Regions from separate parts of the Mus musculus genome. Here region 2 is linked to region 1. The links are chromatin contacts, called in public ChIA-PET maps. All regions are on one chromosome and are shown on one strand. Each heading gives the region's core, a stretch centred on a gene start, on an enhancer-like site or on the middle of the called end of the contact. The rest is flanking DNA. Distances are from core to core; before and after follow the strand shown.

The links. ChIA-PET counts read pairs in DNA pulled down with a chosen protein or histone mark.
Region 2: an RNA polymerase II ChIA-PET map of effector CD8 T cells shows a contact between it and region 1, with 6 read pairs. The contact joins two enhancer-like sites. A contact is called at or near these places in 2 of 115 datasets of contacts at active chromatin or transcription factors (CD8 T cells and effector CD8 T cells).

Annotation. Positions count from the first base shown.
Region 1 is chr1:51,506,322-51,510,692 of GRCm38.p6, forward strand. It overlaps Gm17767 (predicted gene, 17767), which reads right to left. Exons shown (of 4, transcript NR_151621.1): 4 at 3,184-3,723. Among named protein-coding and RNA genes, the nearest start is that of Nabp1, 30 kb to the left of the region's middle. Within about 2 kb of position 3,025, at least 220 of the 459 cell types and tissues checked have an H3K27ac peak or open chromatin away from gene starts, as enhancers often do. A contact at or near this core is called in CD8 T cells and effector CD8 T cells, where this site is marked.
Region 2 is chr1:52,033,685-52,037,785 of GRCm38.p6, forward strand. All of the region lies in intron 3 of Stat4 (signal transducer and activator of transcription 4), which reads left to right. Among named protein-coding and RNA genes, the nearest start is that of Stat4, 27 kb to the left of the region's middle. Within about 2 kb of position 1,452, at least 20 of the 459 cell types and tissues checked have an H3K27ac peak or open chromatin away from gene starts, as enhancers often do. A contact at or near this core is called in CD8 T cells and effector CD8 T cells, where this site is marked.

The DNA of each region.
Region 1 (4,371 bases), core at 1,775-4,274:
TCCGCATGTACACACCCATGCAATCAACTCATAGATCTAGGTTAAAAAAAAAAGACTTCCAGCACCTGGGGGGGGGGGGCTCTCCATGACTCCTCCCAGTCAGCAGTAGTAACCACTCCCAAGTAGCCAAGATAATATCATCCCCGTAGACGAGTTGAGCCCTGTTATGTACTTAGAAACATTAACATCCTGTGCGTGCTCTCTCACATCAAACCTCTTTCATTCACTATTATGTCTGGGAAATTCAACATTCTTTTACATTTCTGTGTAGTTTTTTCTCTCTTCTTCTTCCTTCCTTCCTTCCTTTCTTCCTTCTTTCCCTCTTTCCTCACCACCCCCCTTTTCTTTTTTGATACAAGCTTCTGCAAGAAGCCTACTCAAACTCTCAGTGATCCTTTGGCCTCGGCCTTCAGCCTGTATGAATTTCCCATTGTTTAAATATAGTAGTTTGTATACTCAATTCTATTATCGATGAGACTTGAGGTTTTTTTTTGTAATTTGGAGTCATTATGAATAATGCAGCTGGGAACATTTTTTACCTGACATTAGCAGAGCCAATCTCTTAGTCTGGCTGTATATGCAGAACTGGGATTGTAAGGTCCAAATTACATGATTGTCTAGGTGTCACTAATACTAAAGCAAACACATTCTTTCTGTTTGGTTCATGTATACTTCTGCTTAGTTACCTACCTTTTAAATCACATGTCTCTTTTTTCCTTGTTTTATTGTAGTATTATTTTCACACATACATTTCAGCTCTTTTTGAATGTAAAGTTTTAATAATTTTAGCTAGGATTACAGTTGCACAATGAATCCCACAATCACAATAAAGAACATACCACCACCACCTTAATTATTTTCTATTTTCACAGAAACATTGGCATTGTTGATACAATCTCCCATTTTGTGTTTTCTTTTTAAATTTTCTGTTTATTCTTTCAGAAGAACTCTAGAATGACTGCCCAAGTCAGAATGACTATCTCTGCCTTATCTTCAAAGCATGAGTCGGATAGATCAGAGCAGGAATCCAGTCATGCACAGTGTGACTGACACAAGGTGAGTGGCTAGCCTCTCTGATGGCCATGATTGTAAAAATGGTGCTGGAATTGGGGGTTGACGTAAGAAATGGTGAAAATAACTACTGAACCTACAGCAAGGGCTTGCGATGTGCCACACACTTCTAAACATTTTGTTTACAGTGATTGACTCGACTCTCACAATAGTCCTGTGGAGAACAGATTTTTCTTTCTCCTGGTTTCAAGATGCAGAAACCAAAGTGCATAGTAGTCAAATAACTTTCCAGTCCTGAGTCAGGCCAAGAGCCATGTGCTGGCGTCTGCTGTGCTCCTCTGCCTGCCAGCCAAGGGGCGGTTCAGAGAGCTATGTTGCCTTTGTTACATTGTTCATCTTCTGTATGCTTTCAATAAGTTATAGAGTTGTCTTCATTTGTACCAAGAACATTTTTAGTTAAGGTTAGGCATAAATGTTTTATGCCCTTTGGTACTATTGTTGATAGGTTTCTCTCTCTCTCTCTCTCTTTTTTTTAAATGTGTTTTCTTACTGGCTACTGGGGGAAATAGCCAAACTGCGATTCATTCCCAGTATGCAACTAAAAACACCATATCAGTACCACTGAACACGCCCCACAAGCAACAGTTTCAAGAATGCTAACACTGAACACTGCCGGTTGAAGCGAGGAGATTGATAATGAGAAAGAATGGACTAGCACTTCAGGCCTTCACCATTGCGCAAAGGAACAGAGACGAGAAAGAGTAGAAAGAAAATAAGAGGCTGGAAACGCACATTACACCCACCCCCAAGTTTTATTCTTAATCGTCTTTTTCTTGTGCTACTTTAAAATCTTTATCTATGATTTAAATTGACCAAGGGAAAATTTAAAAACAATATTTCCCCTGGTTAAAAAATTCTGAGGTAAAAAAAATTAAAAATAAATAAAAATAAATAAAAAATAATTAAAAAGAAATTCTGAGGTGAGCAAGTAGTTCTTCATATATAGATGCTCAAGTCCTGTTATACTTGACAAATGAGTCAGGGGAAACAAGCTTCTAGCTTGTTTTAAATTTAATTTCTCCTCAATAGACAAATATTGTTCATGTTTAGGGGAGGGAACCCTTGGGCAGTATGTTGAAATGTTTTGACGCGTGTGCGGTAGATGTAATTAAAAGTGAGAATGTCAGTCCTTTGGAGAGCATCTTACTGTCAGTCAGAATCTACTGTGTCACTGGAACAATGATTAATCTGCTATCAGTTGGGACAATGGCAAGAAAGGTTGCATTCAGGGTTTAAGAATAGGACAACTTAAGGAAGGTTAAATAAAGAGCTGTTTGCAAAGGGTGTTGGCTGTGGACAAAGTGGAAGGAATGGCAATGTACACAGGGATCACTGCCCATGAAACATGTCCCACCAGACCAGAGGGAAGGCTGATGGGACAGAAGCAGCCCTGTGAATAAGGCCACGGTACGAAGATTCCCAAAAGACAGTCAGATCCAGGTCCAGCACAATACACCTACTACACACTCAAAGCCAAAACAGTACAGAAAAAAAATTGGTAATTTCTAATACTCACTCAGCAACACGTTTGACTGTAACTTGATGAAACACAAGAAACACATTAATCTAGATTTAAAGTTATAAATAACAAAACCCTAAGAAATGAGAAAGGGGGGGAGAGAGAGAGACAGAGAGAGACAGAGAGAGACAGAGAGAGAGAGAGAGAGAGAGAGAGAGAGAGAGAGAGAGAGAGAGAAAAGAGTATTTGATCACCACACTGGGAACTCCAGGAGCATATCTGAGCCTAAGGGCTCAACGACGGCAAATGGAGAAGTCTGGGTCTGTAGGTGTGCTGTTGCAGAAGAGCTAATCAGAGGCTCGGCAACCGCAGGAGCTCAGCTCACCCAAGCATGAGTCATCAAAGCTTAGAAGGAAGCCACTCAGCTAGGGAATCCGAGAAGTTAACTAGCACATGACACCATTGAGCCTGTCCAGAGCCAGGCCCACTACCTTTCTTCGACTTTGCCCTCCAGCCTTGTACAAAGCGCTCTGCTTTTGAGCACAAGGTTCAAAGATTCCATTCATACCAGTGGATGCCTGCAAATCACACACACTAGCCAGAAGCAGGAATTTCTTTTGAGAGGAAAAAAAAAAAAAAACCTCAAAGTGAGAGCTTCTTAGTTGTTCTGTAATTTGATGAAATGAAATATCCTATATTAAAATTTTAAAACATCTACAAACTAACCATAACGGCTCATACCTCCCTATAATCCTAGTTAGTTGGGAGGCTGAGGCAAATGGACTGTCAACAGTTCAAAGCCAGTCAGGGCTATGCAGTAAAACCTTGTTTTAACAAATCAAACCACCAACGGTGTTATCAGAGTACCTTCAACTATTTGCCTTTCTCGGCAATGTTTTCTTCTCTTTCTAACATCAATTTCCCTCATCTGGGGAGTAGAGACAGTAACTGGAAGAGGCAGGCTTATGATGATCTAGAAGCTCAGTTTCTGGGGAAAGGAAGGCCTCTTTTGTCAGAATTCTTCGAAATCTCATGGGAGCTTTTTTTTCACTGATTCAGCTGGGTCTGTCTCCGTCCTCAGAGAGAAATGAAACACCTGATGCGCCGTGCTTCCATGTCTTGACAACCCCAGCTGCTGGGAGTGAGTCAGCCTCACCTGAGCCACGCAGCGTAATGATGATGGGGGAAGGGACCTGTGTGCAGAACAGACAGACGGTAGAAACGCTTTTCCAAATGTTTATTTCTTCACATTAGCAATTATCAAGCTTGGCTACACATTACAATCACCTGGGAGCACAAGACCCAAGAACAATTTAGTCACAGGCTCTTGGCAACAGAAACCCAAGAATCAGCCTGATTATAGCAACAGGGTGTTACTAATGTACAACCAGGGTTGTCAGACATCATGTATAGACAATAGTATTTCTTAGGCTGTGGCCAGTTAAGGATGATATTGGTCTTGTTCTGTGATTGATGTTAACTTGTTATTCAAATCTAAAGCCTGATAAGATGAACAATAACATAGATTTTGGTTATTTCTGTGTTCTTGCATAGAAACTGACAGAACAACCAAAGACGGGTGGTGGTGGGGAAATCCATGGATGACTTTCACAACCAAACTGGATACAAAACCCACCCACACACCATAAAGTAAAATTCAATGATACCAGCACATAATGTCTGTGCAGTTGGTTCAAAGCGAAGCTACCGGATGGCTGAAAGATGAGATCGAGGGAAAGCAGACACTCCTCAGCTTCTGATGGGTTATGTCACAACAAATTTGTCTTAAATTCAAACTGGCACACGTCAAAACACATTAGACACCAAGGTTAGGCAATCCA
Region 2 (4,101 bases), core at 202-2,701, 530 kb after region 1:
AAGAACATTGGCTACTTTTCCAGGGACCTTGGTGTAATTTGTAGCACCCACACAGCAGCTCACAGCCATCTCTAACTCCAGTTACGGGGATCCAGCAACCTTTTCCAGAACTACTCACATGTGTTGCACAAACACCTGCAGGTCAAACAGCCATACACTTACAACAAATCTTTTTTTTTTTTTTTAAAGAAAATGTCCCCGGTTCGTAGGGAATGAAATCTGTAACTCAAACTGGCCTGTAAAAATTCCTCGGGATGAATGACTGTAGGTGTGACTCAGTTGTACTAGGTTTGATCTTTAGCCTGCAGTGTCTCAGGCCGGGAGATCAGGAACTCCTCAGTCACAGTGCAGATTTCAGACCAGCCTAGACCTCAGGAAATAGCCTACACCTGTGCCATATTTCAAAACAAACAGACAAAAATCATTCTATCTAATCATAGTGGCATAGACCAATGAGTTCAAGGTCAACCTGTATTACACGGCTCAGAGCAACCTGTATAACAAAGCAAGACCCTCAAAACACAAGCCAATTACTTTCTGCCACTTTACCTAAAGTCCTAGAAAAAGAAATCCTAAAGAAAACCCCCTGCATCAGAGATAAGGTTGAATCAGTCTTAACTGCATCCATCTCTAGCCTCAGGAGCATGATCGTCTCGTGCTCTGAGCATCACTCATGCTACTAACTTGGCAAGACATCATGCTGTTCGCTAGTCTGTTTTTTATTAGCTTGTGAGCTTCCAAGGGTACGTAGCCAGAGCCAGGTTCTAAGTAGGCTCTTGGTGAACTGATTTCTAATGGATTGACCTGGAGGTCAAATTATATCCACTGTGGGATCCCAATACTCACTACAGTACCTAGCATGTGACTGGCGCTCCAGTGAGTTGGTAGAGAACACAATATTTTTCTGGCTATACAATAATATATATTTGTTCTTACGAAACAGAATGAAAATGTGAAGACACACTTATCTTTTTGATCACACAAGCGATGCAACAGCAGCACATCAGTTATAAATCACAAAGAACACAGTGAAGAGAGAACAGAAACCTGGGTCATGATAGTGAGAACGACTCTCTTATCGCCCTAAGCCAACACTATGTAGCTGCCATACTGAATTAGCAACACACCTCACCTTCTCTTGATCTCATATTTGCTGTCTCCCCACTCTACAGGAAACCCCAAATCTCAGTAGCCGAGAATATTCGGGATCCATACAACATTAGCACTGTGGCAAGTGAAATATTTTGGCAGGCGAACCGCAATGATTTGCAGGCAAAAATGACGTCACGTGCCAGGAGGTGTTAGGTTGGTGTTCTCACTGGGACTGAGTTCGTATTTCTAGTAAGTGACCAGCTGAAAACGTGAAGGGAGCAGCAAATGCAGCTGTTTAGCTCAGAGTTGTGACTTCCTGTTCAACTTTATGGAGGAGGTGAGAACACCAAGAGAAACTCCACAGAGATGCCTGTCTTCACATTTCCTTCTCTGGCTTTCACCATTAATTTTACACTGCACAGGATATACCACATTGTCTGCTTACTACAATGTGTGCAGGAAATGTACAAAAATAGCATTCTAGGTATGGAGAGAACCTTAGCAATAACTGGAGTGTGTGTGTGTGTGTGTGTGTGTGTAAAACAAGTTATCAGCAAAACTCATATGTAGGGAAAAAGTTCTGGTAATATATGGTATATTATTACTGTGACATTACTAAGATGCCACGATATGGTTTTGACTTTGTTAACTTTGAAACCATATTCACTTTTAGCATTAAATGCAACACATAAGGCTTGTGTTTTCCATGGCTTTCACTAATAATCATTGCCTTGGTGACAGTGAGTCACTCGTCAAATAGTGGCCCAGACTGATGATAAGAGCAGCTTCCTGTATCTCACACCTGGGCTCAGACCACAGCTTTCTTCAGAAATAATGCGTATTAACACCTCTTCGCTCTAGGGAAGACTCCTGTTGTGTTGGCTGGAAGGAAGAGGCAAGATTAGGAGACATGATGCATTTGAAGACATTCTTACTACAAAAATCACACTTGTAACTAACCCTAGTCTCTTCCACTTTTAGGGAAGGTCCTTGGAGAAAATAAGATGTTCAAAAGGAAAAGCCAACCTCAGAGCTGGCATGATGCTGGCTGCCCATGGTTTTACATCTTTACTGTTTCCCCCAGGTCCTTTTGCTGAAATGCTTCTTCCACTTGGCCCCCCCACACAGCAAGACAGCCCTTAGTGGGACCCATCTACCCTCTGAGGCCTTTCCTGAACCTCAAGATTTCCTTGAATCTCTTAAACCAATTCAGCTTTGTTCAAGTTTGTCAGGCTTGGGCTGGAGAGATGGCTCAGCCATGAAAGGGGAACTCAACCAAAGGCTCACACAAACGTTTGCTAACCTTGTGTGAATTTTCCTGAGGACTTGTTTAATGAAATGCTTTTTGTTCAATCAAATACAGTGCTTTCTCTTCTCTTTATCAAGTTTTAATTAAGTGCATGTCTCAAGCCCTAAACTCTGGGATCCTGTTGTTCTTAAAGGTACCCATGATCTGCATATTAAGCTAGAGCTCAAATTCAAAAAGAGAAGGAAAAAGGAACTGATGCTTGTTTGATATGAACTATTGATTATAAATGTGTGGGACAAATGGCATGGATGGTGTCTGTCACTGGTGGTGTCTGCTGGCACTGGTTTTGAGTCCATTAGAAGGTTCATCAGAAAGCTATGAGCACGTACTGCAGGTGAACCAGATTGTGTGTGAAGACATAAGATGGGTAAGGCAGTGGGAGACTTAGGGAGTTTGGATCAGGGCAAGTGGTGGACACACTTGGTGTACACATAGCAGTAGCTGAAATCAGGTGGGAGCAATTGTGAGAGATACATTTGCCCTCTGTGCAAGAGGGCACAGTAGAATACAAGGATGAACAATTGTTTTAAAGCTTTTCAGTATTTGCCCAACTAGAAAGCTAGACATGGTGACTTTTCCCCTCATGTTTTGTCCAATGAGTGCTAGACTAAAGACAGTATCTGTAAAAATCTACCACTCTATGATGAGTGACATTAAAAAAAGATGTTTATGAAACTCATAATAATGATAAAAGCTACATTGTAATAGATTGATTCCTTAGTGCTTCTGAGTTTATCACAACTTCATACCATATATAGATCGTGACATATTATGTAAGTAAAATCTTACAAGCCTAACCTTACAAATTCCTCCATATGCAAGTGTCCATCTTAAGATAATGGCGGATGCTCACTACACGGAGTTAGTTGGTCCAGTGGAATGCTAACTACTTTTTTCACCCCAATCTTCAAAAAACCCGGGCAGGTCCTTGTTATTTCCTCTATTCTAAAAATGAGAGGATCTAGGCTTGGAAAGGTCACAAAACGGCCAAAGGTCACATAGATAGAGGTGAAAACATTGAGATAAATGTGCTTTCCAGGAATTCTTCATGCTGGTAATGAGGCACTTAGCTCAAGCTCCAGACACAGATAACTATTCGTTTGTTTTTATGCTCCTAGGCCTTTGTCTTTTCCATGCTGTATGCAGACACTCACAGAATGCAGTCTTGTGCACTGGGCTTCCTTCTAAGAAGGAGAATGTCTGCTGGTGCTTCTGACTCTGCACTATTTGAACCTGGTTTGATCATGGTTCATGTAAATCCCAAATCATAGGCTTGTTTCTTGCCCTTGTAACTATACATTTAACATGGTCGGATTTGATTTTTGTATCTTGGTAAGGGTTATTTACTAAACAGCAACCATTTATATAAAGTTTTGAGCTACAGACATAAAATAAACATCTATGAATCCGCCCAGTTAGACAGATTTTAAATTTGTTTTTTTTTAAAGATTTATTTATTTATTATATGTAAGTACACTGTAGCTGTCTTCAGACACTCCAGAAGAGGGAGTCAGATCTCATTACGGGTGGTTGTGAGCCACCATGTGGTTGCTGGGATTTGAACTCCAGACCTTCGGAAGAGCAGTCGGGTGCTCTTACCCGCTGAGCCATTTCACCAGCCCTAGACAGATTTTAATGTAGGGATGTGCATGGGGAGCCATTCCTCCAGTAAAGACAGCAAACACAAACAGGAGCTCTAA